3 separate regions of the Mus musculus genome follow, and all the other regions are linked to region 2. A link is a contact called in public HiCAR-type and HiChIP or PLAC-seq data. All regions are on one chromosome and are shown on one strand. Each heading gives the region's core, a stretch centred on a gene start, on an enhancer-like site or on the middle of the called end of the contact. The rest is flanking DNA. Distances are from core to core; before and after follow the strand shown.

Region 1 (2,700 bases), core at 68-2,567, 710 kb before region 2:
ACTCAGTCATCTACACTTGAAATACATTTATAAAGACTTCAGTAAATGATTTTTTAAACCTAAGCAGATTTACAACTTTTTTTTAAATAAGAGAGAGCACATTAATTGGCAAGATGGCTCAGTGGGTAAAGTGCCTGTGCCAAGCCTGAGTCCTCTGAGATCCACAGAGAAAAACAACTCATACAGTTGTTCTGACTCGTCTCTCCCCTACCATACCTCTCACATGCTCACCAAGTAAAAGTAAGTGTAATTTAATTATGTGTATACAAAGATAATTGAAATTTGTAACCATTTCAGCGAACTGATTTCCCTGGAAACTGATCATACCAAATTGAACGAGTCAGTGCCAAAACCCACACTTCAGGTGAGAAAATCCTGAAGAGTGATACAAATATGGGAAAAATCAGCTCCCTTCCTATACTGAAGCTATTTTAAAACCATCCTGAAATCTTTAGCATCTAATATTCATTTTAAGAAAATAATTTGAACTACATCTCATCTTCCAGAACTGGGGCACAAGTACCCTGAAGGCAAGGGTGAGATTTAAGATGAAAATTCCATTTCCTGTAAGAACTAAATAGGCTTCACCCTTCCCATGTCTACACTTTGTAAAAACCACGTAACAAGGGTAAAGACCCCTTTCTCTCCAAACTAGTTCAGGACATGCAGAGTGAAGCAGAAAGGACAGACAAGAATCAAAAGCAGCTGTAGCAACTATGCCAGCTTATGACCACATCTTGACTCACCTAGTGCTCTTTAAATTATTGTTTCTGTTTTGACTGGAAGAAGGCAATCAGTTAATGCTAAGTTCAACAGATATTATTTCTCATATAACTAATCCTTTGTAAAAGAACACCATATCACCATTGCTTAATTTTCTTCTGCACGGTGGCTTCAGCAAGGAGGATTTTACAGATTTTTATGCCAGTTTATGAGTTGGGTGGTGGGGGGGAGAGACTAATATTCTTGTATTTTTACATTGATCAGATGCACGTGTTGTTCCAAAACATCAGTTCTCAACTTGTAGGCCTTTTGGTGGTCAAGCAACCCTTCCACAGGGGTGGCCCTAAGACCAACTGCACACCAGATATTTACATTATAACTCACAACAACAGTAACAAAAATTAGTTATGAAACAGCAACAAAATCATTTTGTGGTTGGGAAGTCACCATAACTTGAACTCAGGGAAGGTTGAGAACCACTGCTCCAATCTATAGCAGGACAAAGGCATATGAGCAGCACCGCTAGAAATTAAATAAGCTATCTAGAGTTCTTCTGAGTTGCCAGCCAGGAAGTCAACCTGGGAAAGTCTCTCTAGACTTAATCTCATTATAAACCCACAGTCCCTAGGGAGCAGAGATAAGAAGGCAAACTCACTGCTCCCTGGCTGCCAGCTTTGAGAAGATGTTAAATACTATTTTCTAAATAACAAAGTAATACAAGTTTGCTAGAAACAAATATGGATGGATACACCTTATCTCTTCCACACCATCCCTCCTCCCAATCTCTTCTGGGCTTCTTCTCACTCCTGAATATAAAGACATAGCTTGTCTTTCTTTATCCATCTCCTGCTTCCAAGTAACTGTGCCATAGGCAAGTTTATGTGTATGGCTCAAATGAATATCATTTTCCTCCAAACTGTACCCACAAAACACAAAAAACAAATTCAGGGCCCCTCCTATAAATGTAGTCTAGAGTGAAGTAACCCACCTTCTACCAATGTTCAACCCACGGCACAGGAAATCAATAAAATTTCTCAGATACACTACATTTACTAAACAGAGATATATGTAATGGGGAGATTGTCAGGAATTGAAGCCAGGAGCCTTGTGTGTGCTACTTAAATGCCATACTATAAGGACTTGTACAACCTTAGCCCCCAAAATTATTTTGGTCCTTTCATGAGCTACAAATTAGAAGACCACAAAAAAATTAGAGTATACATACTTTTTTCTACATTGCTTTCTCTCTACATTATGAGATTCAATAATCCTACTAGCACATCACTACACGGAAAATATGTTCCATTAATTTAACCCATCCCACATTGTTTACACTGTATATCAATGAAATACACTTGATGCATGTCCTTCCAGTCAAATTTAACTAAACAGAGTTTAGTTCCTGAACAACTACCCAATATCCACCTTAGATCTGCTCCAACTATTATTCATGTTGAGGAGGGAAGAATGTTGACATGAATTAAACTGGGACAGATTCACAGGCTGTCAGTCAACCATAAAGTTTACTTGTGTTCAACTACTACTATTTTAACCCTGGGGAAAATTCCACAATATGCAGCAGCCTTCAAGTTAAACCTTAGAAAAGCACTGACTATAGCCAAGCATCCAGCACATTCATTCCTCACAAAATGATAACAAACCAAAAAAAAAAGGCAAAATGATAATTAAACACAGGATTTTGTCATTTGTGGCATGCTTTTCTGAATACAGCTCCAGTTTTCTCAAAATAAAAAGCATCTAGCTCCATGTTCCCACTGCATTAAAAAAACACAATCAATTCCTCTAAGCACAAATGATGCCAATGAAACATTACCTTAGACTTAAGGTCTTCTGTTTTTAAAATGATTCATCACATCAACAGTCATTATTTTACTCAAGGGAGAACAAGAATTTCCTTTCTGGATTTCTATCAATCTTTTGGTTATGATTTATTCCTAATGATGTATGTTTTTATCT
Region 2 (2,700 bases), core at 124-2,623:
CTGGACCTAGAGTACCCCCAAAGTGTGAAAGGGTCCCAACAGCAAAGTTGGCTGCAGTTGGTTCCCTGGCTGCAGGAGCTATGGCCAGAGTGTGTCCCCCATTCCTTAAGTCTGTGTGTAGATGTCTCAGTCTCCACGGTGACTATTTGGATGTGAGATCTTTAGGATGGAATTCAAATTAAATAAGGTCACAAGGGTGGGCCCCAATCTAGTAGGGCTGTTGGTCTTACAAGAAGAGAAGGGGACAGCAGAGGTCTCTGTCCCTTCAGAGGAAGAGAGAAAGGGACATGTGAAGACACAGCCAGAAGGCAGCCAGGGAGTGTGACCAGGATCTGCAGTTGAATGGCATTTGGTCGTGGATTTCTGAGCCCCTAGAACTGTAAGAAATGAATGCCTGCTGTTTAAGCCACCTGATCTGTGACATTTTGCTAGAACAGCACAAGCGGACTAAGAACGATGCAGTAACCCTTAGCTGGTTCATCACAATATCCGTGAGAGAGCTCTGCTAAGACAGTCTGCAGTCCCAGGTACAGTGGGATCCAAGTGGCCACTCCTAATCTGCCATTCCTTAGCCCCTGCCATTGGTACAACAGTTAGGGTCCACTTGAGATCCTCTGGGTTTCGCCTCTTGCTTCTTTACCTTAACTTGCTTCAGTAACTAACCTTGCTTGATAGCATAGAAGTGGGACATACCAGGAGGGTATTCAGTATACGGCCATTCCTCCCCTACTGCTCAGTCAACCTACAAGGAATGAGAAGCCAAAGAACCAACCTGTACCCCAACTCCCTGCTCATTCTTCAGTTTGGAGAGGCTGCAATGAGGCAGGAACCTTCTAGAGGACAGGAGTCTGGTTATCCTGCTCATGTGACAATTAGGTGACAGTTGTTAGCAACCAACCACCTAGACTCTACTGAGCCCAGCACTACAGGGCAGAGGCTTCAAAAGCCACAGACTGTATTCTCTAGCAGAGGGGACAGTGCCTCGTGGGGTCTGAAGCCCAGCTGTTGACTTCTGGATCTGGCCTGCCTCTCATCGGCCAGCAGCTTCAGAGAGGAAGAGAGAGGTCCCGCTGCAGACAGAGACCTGGAATCAGTTTTGTCTCGTCCTCCTCCATGTCCAGGGCATACATAGGAAGAAGTGTGGAGCAGACAGACAGAAATGGACGGCTTTATCCAGGTGCACACCTCACTGGTTCTGTCAGCCACGACCGGGCCCCCGGGTCTATGTTAAATCCACTTCCTCAGACTAAAAATAACCATTCACAAGCAACAAACGTCAAAGTATTTTTAGCACACTTCAGACAACCAACCTTCCTGTTAGACTTCGGCTTTTGCTCTCTGAATCGGCTGCAAGCACAACTGAAACTACCCAGAACTCTGCACCTCAAATAGGCCACGGTGACCCCAGGTGACATCTGACTGTCGATGCCAAAGAGACTTTGTACCGGGAGATTAGAATCTCTAACGGCCTTCTGCTTTCAGCTGGCAGAAAGCCAGGCGTTAAGAGAGAGGGAAGGCTCAAACATTCAGGGTGAAGAGTTCTGGCCTTCTGAAGGTCACTGGTGTGGTTTCCTGAAGAAGGTCTTAGGAACCAGAATGCGGGACGGTTGCAATAGTTACAGTGGAAAACCAAGGAAGCCTGTGACCTGGCCACACTGGCACACAGCTTCCAGGTGATGAAGACATTTCACCCTGTGATGCTAGGCAGCGAAGGAAAAGAAACTGGCCAACTGTCACCTGTCAAAGACAATTTTAGGGGTGGCAGCATAATTCATTAAGAGAGAAAAAAAAGAGTATTTTCTTTTAAACATGTATATATAGCAGGTGAACTCTAGGAAGCAACTTACATTTAACTAAACAGCAATTTGTTTCCGCCAAAGTTCTCTTCCTATAACAGGTCTACCAGGTCTTAGCTGTCTCTTGTCCCCTTCACATGTACCATTGCTCTGTGGCAGTAAGAGATTGGGGGCAAATACAGAGCTGGGCTAAGAAGCCATAATCTTTATAAAGAATGGTCCATACCACCGGGAGGCAAGAATGGGAATATTTAGGGGAAGATATGTGTAGAATAAAGAAATTGGAGAAAGACGTCTAAATGTGTGCCCTGGCCAAATGAGGTTAGTTAGGGTGGCAAAGGCGTTTTTTCTGAGACCCTATTGAAAGCGACCTGACTGTGACAACTTCATTCATCCAAAGCTAGAAAAGAAAGGCAAAGCTTCGTCTGAAGAAAGAAGCAAGAAATGGGCTCACACGCATCTTCTTGACTTTGTCTTTACCCTTCAACTAAATGTAATTTTTTTCTGCCTTTGAGTAAAAAAAAAGTCACTCCTCTCAGCATGCCAACATGGCACCCCTTCTTCTCTCCCTGAGAAGAGCATAGAGAGAGGGCAAGGGGGAGCCTGCCCAGAGATGGGGTGCTGAGACATGAGGTAATGTCTGTTCCTGAGCTATGGTTGAACCCAGAAAGAGCTTGACAGGGGCTGCAGAGAAGGGGGTGCTGGTTTCTAGACACTTCTTTATGTTTGGCCTAGGTATAGGCCAACCTTCAAAGCAAATGTCGGTTTTGGAAATGTGTGTGTGTGTGTGTGTGTGTGTGTGTGTGTGTGTGTGTGACAGAGAGAGACAGAGAGAGACAGAGACAAAGAGAGAGAGACAGGAGAGACAGAGAGAGAGAGGTAGGAAGTAGCCACCAGTCATGAC
Region 3 (2,700 bases), core at 100-2,599, 640 kb before region 2:
GAACTACATGTCAGACCAGGACTTTGGTTCTTTGACATAAGGTCTCTGTGCAGCCCAGGTTAGCGTCAAACTTGCTGTCTGTTTTTATTGGCCTCCAAAGTGCTGAATCTCAGGTTATGTGTCCCTCCACCCAGTCCCACTATCATTCTTTTCTGAATGCCAACAGTAAACCAGGAACCAGGTAGAACATTCTGGAATGTTCTCATTTACCACACCACCCTGTCCTTCCGATAGCCTAGACCTTCAGCTCTTGCCTGTCCCATGGGAGTGCCCTCCAAATCTGTTCTTTCTGCACCCTTGCTTCTGCCTAGCAGCTGCCTTCCCTTTTCTACAGAGAAGAAAGACTGCTCTTGTCTGCTTGTGTGCCTGCCAAAGCGACTGCGGCAGGGCAGGCGACTCTCCCTGGAGACAGGTGCAGTCTGTGGGCCTTGCTTTTGACCCTGGGCCTGTAATTTGCTTTTATCCACAGAACCTGTGGAAGTGACATTCTGGGACCTCCAAGTCCAGGCCGTAAGAGATCCAGTGTCTGTTTCCCTCTTTGTGTGCAAGTTCTGGTGGATTTACTGCCTAATACGAAGTCACATGAGGAGAGGGAAGAACCAACCAGCGCCCCCCAGACAGTAGTTATAATCACTAAGGCACCAGACAAGTGAGTGGGGTACTAAGGAATATCCTAAACCCAGACTCCCTCATTCCTGTCAGGACACTTAACTCACCCTGCGTGGGGGGAAGAAGAGCCGTCCCTGCCCCATTGCATAATCATGAACAATAAATGGCTGCTGATGCTTTCAGCCACCGAGTTTCTGCTTGGCTACACAGTGGTACAGTCTGTACTTTCTTTGTGTGGGTATTAACTTGGTATTTAAAACAAAAAACAAAAAACCAAACGTGTGTGTGTGTGTGTGTGTGTGTGTGTGTGAGTGTGTGTGTGTGCGCGCGCGCTCTCGAGCTCGTGTGCCTTTTGAGACAGGATCTCACAGAATCTCCTTGCTGGCCTTGAATTTACAGAAAATCTACTCCCTCTGCCTCTCAAGTACTGGGTGGGATTAAAGGTGTGCACACCCCCTCCCCCAGCAGACACTCTTCTTTTTTGTGTTTTTTTTAAATTTTATTTTTTGCAAATTTTAAAACTTTGATCATGTTCACTCCCGACCCCCCAGCTCCTTCCAGACCCCCCTCACCTCTAACCTCTTACTCTCAGTTTTGACCATTCATACTTTACCTCAATCCCATCTGAGGTTTCTTCCTCCCTCCTTCCCCACCCTCCACCCCACCCCCAGGTCTCTCTTGGTTACCCTGGCCTGGAACTGGCTATGTAGATGAGGCCAGCCTCAAACTCCTTGGTATCAGCCTGTCTCTGGCTCCAGAGAAATGAGATTAAAAGCTTATACTCCACCACCTCCAGGCCCAATCCATTCTGAAACCAGCTAGTTTCTGCAATGTACATGTCAGGCTCATTCTAAGATTCAGGCGCTCTATTATAGTATCCTGTGCATCTGCTTCCTTGCCGGATTATTGGTTCGTCCTCTAGTGTCTTGCATATTCTCCTACAATCAGCAGACAGAAGGGACCAAGAAATTATTTGTGAGCTGTGAGTGGGGCAGTGGAGTGTTCACCAGTCATCCAGCCTTTCCGAGGCTGTGGAGGGAAATGTTTTGGATTTGGGGACGGGGATGGGGGGGGGGGAGCACTGTTACTCTAAAAACCAGACTTGGTGGCTGTAAGGTTAGCCGGCCGGCTACAAGGAGACTCCAAAAGGCGCGCACACAGGTGATCTTAGCACATGGGAAGTGGAGACTGGAGGCCACTTGACACCTAGTCTCCACTTTCCAAAAGGTCAAGCCAGACAGGAAGACTGAGCAGCCGGCCGGCCATTGGTTGTTGTTGTTTGGCTTGTTTGTTTTCCCATATTCACTTTTGCCTTGTTTTTCAGTCTGTGGTCCCTGGACTTTGCCTTCCTTGGCCTTTGTAAGGTCAGGATGTTTGGGACTTCCTCATTCCAATACAATTCTTTGAATTTTTCCTTCAAATGCAAATAAAGGCACTTACCATTTGGATAGCGGTGATTAAAGAGAGAAAGGAGGTTGGTTTCGGGATCCTCCTCTAAGGTCCCTTTTAGCGGGGTGGGTGATGGAGAGGAAGAAGCCAAACAAAATTCTCCAAGGGCAAAGAGTTGAAAGGGAATCAAGCGATAGACTATCGAATCCCACCAGAGTTGACGTTACACAGCTCTTTATAGTAAGATGTTAAGCACTTAATATTTTATTTTCCTTGCAGGTCACAGCTATTTGTTCTTGGGACAAATGTGCATATGCTTATTAGATTTAACAATCCACCGCTCCCGGTTAGGAAAGGAGCCAGGCGGAGCCTGACTCCCTCGAAAGAATAGGCCTCATTAGCACTTGTGGGGACGAAGACTCAAGTTCTCAAACCAAAAGGAAGAGTAGGAGGCCACAGTCAGTGGTAGGAGAAATTGCTGACTCGATCTCGCCCCACCCCCACATTTCCTTTTCCTGCATCTGTCTTTTTCTGAGCAAGGAATATTTCTTTCCCTTCCCATGCTTTGAAATTCACGGTATGTGTTTTTACATTTTTTAAAGATTTATTTATTATTATATCTAAGTACACTGTAACTGTCTTCAGATGCACCAGAAGAGGGTGTCAGATCTCATTACGGATGGTTGTGAGCCACCATGTGGT

The links. HiCAR-type assays count read pairs that join an accessible place to other places. HiChIP or PLAC-seq counts read pairs in DNA pulled down with a chosen protein or histone mark.
Region 1: an H3K27ac HiChIP or PLAC-seq map of large pre-B cells shows a contact between it and region 2, with 4 times the contacts expected there. The contact joins two enhancer-like sites. A contact is called at or near these places in 1 of 484 Hi-C or Micro-C datasets (bone marrow-derived macrophages) and 4 of 115 datasets of contacts at active chromatin or transcription factors (embryonic basal ganglia, embryonic forebrain, kidney and 1 more).
Region 3: a contact with region 2 is called in a HiCAR-type map of kidney, with 4 times the contacts expected there. The contact joins two enhancer-like sites. A contact is called at or near these places in 1 of 484 Hi-C or Micro-C datasets (bone marrow-derived macrophages) and 2 of 115 datasets of contacts at active chromatin or transcription factors (embryonic basal ganglia and kidney).

Annotation. Positions count from the first base shown.
Region 1 is chr13:44,779,343-44,782,042 of GRCm38.p6, reverse strand. All of the region lies in intron 1 of Jarid2 (jumonji, AT rich interactive domain 2), which reads right to left. Among named protein-coding and RNA genes, the nearest start is that of Jarid2, 49 kb to the right of the region's middle. Within about 2 kb of position 1,317, at least 7 of the 459 cell types and tissues checked have an H3K27ac peak or open chromatin away from gene starts, as enhancers often do.
Region 2 is chr13:44,064,569-44,067,268 of GRCm38.p6, reverse strand. No RefSeq gene overlaps it. Among named protein-coding and RNA genes, the nearest start is that of Gm33489, 21 kb to the right of the region's middle. Within about 2 kb of position 1,373, at least 80 of the 459 cell types and tissues checked have an H3K27ac peak or open chromatin away from gene starts, as enhancers often do. A contact at or near this core is called in kidney, where this site is marked.
Region 3 is chr13:44,705,005-44,707,704 of GRCm38.p6, reverse strand. No RefSeq gene overlaps it. Among named protein-coding and RNA genes, the nearest start is that of Jarid2, 25 kb to the left of the region's middle. Within about 2 kb of position 1,349, at least 36 of the 459 cell types and tissues checked have an H3K27ac peak or open chromatin away from gene starts, as enhancers often do. A contact at or near this core is called in kidney, where this site is marked.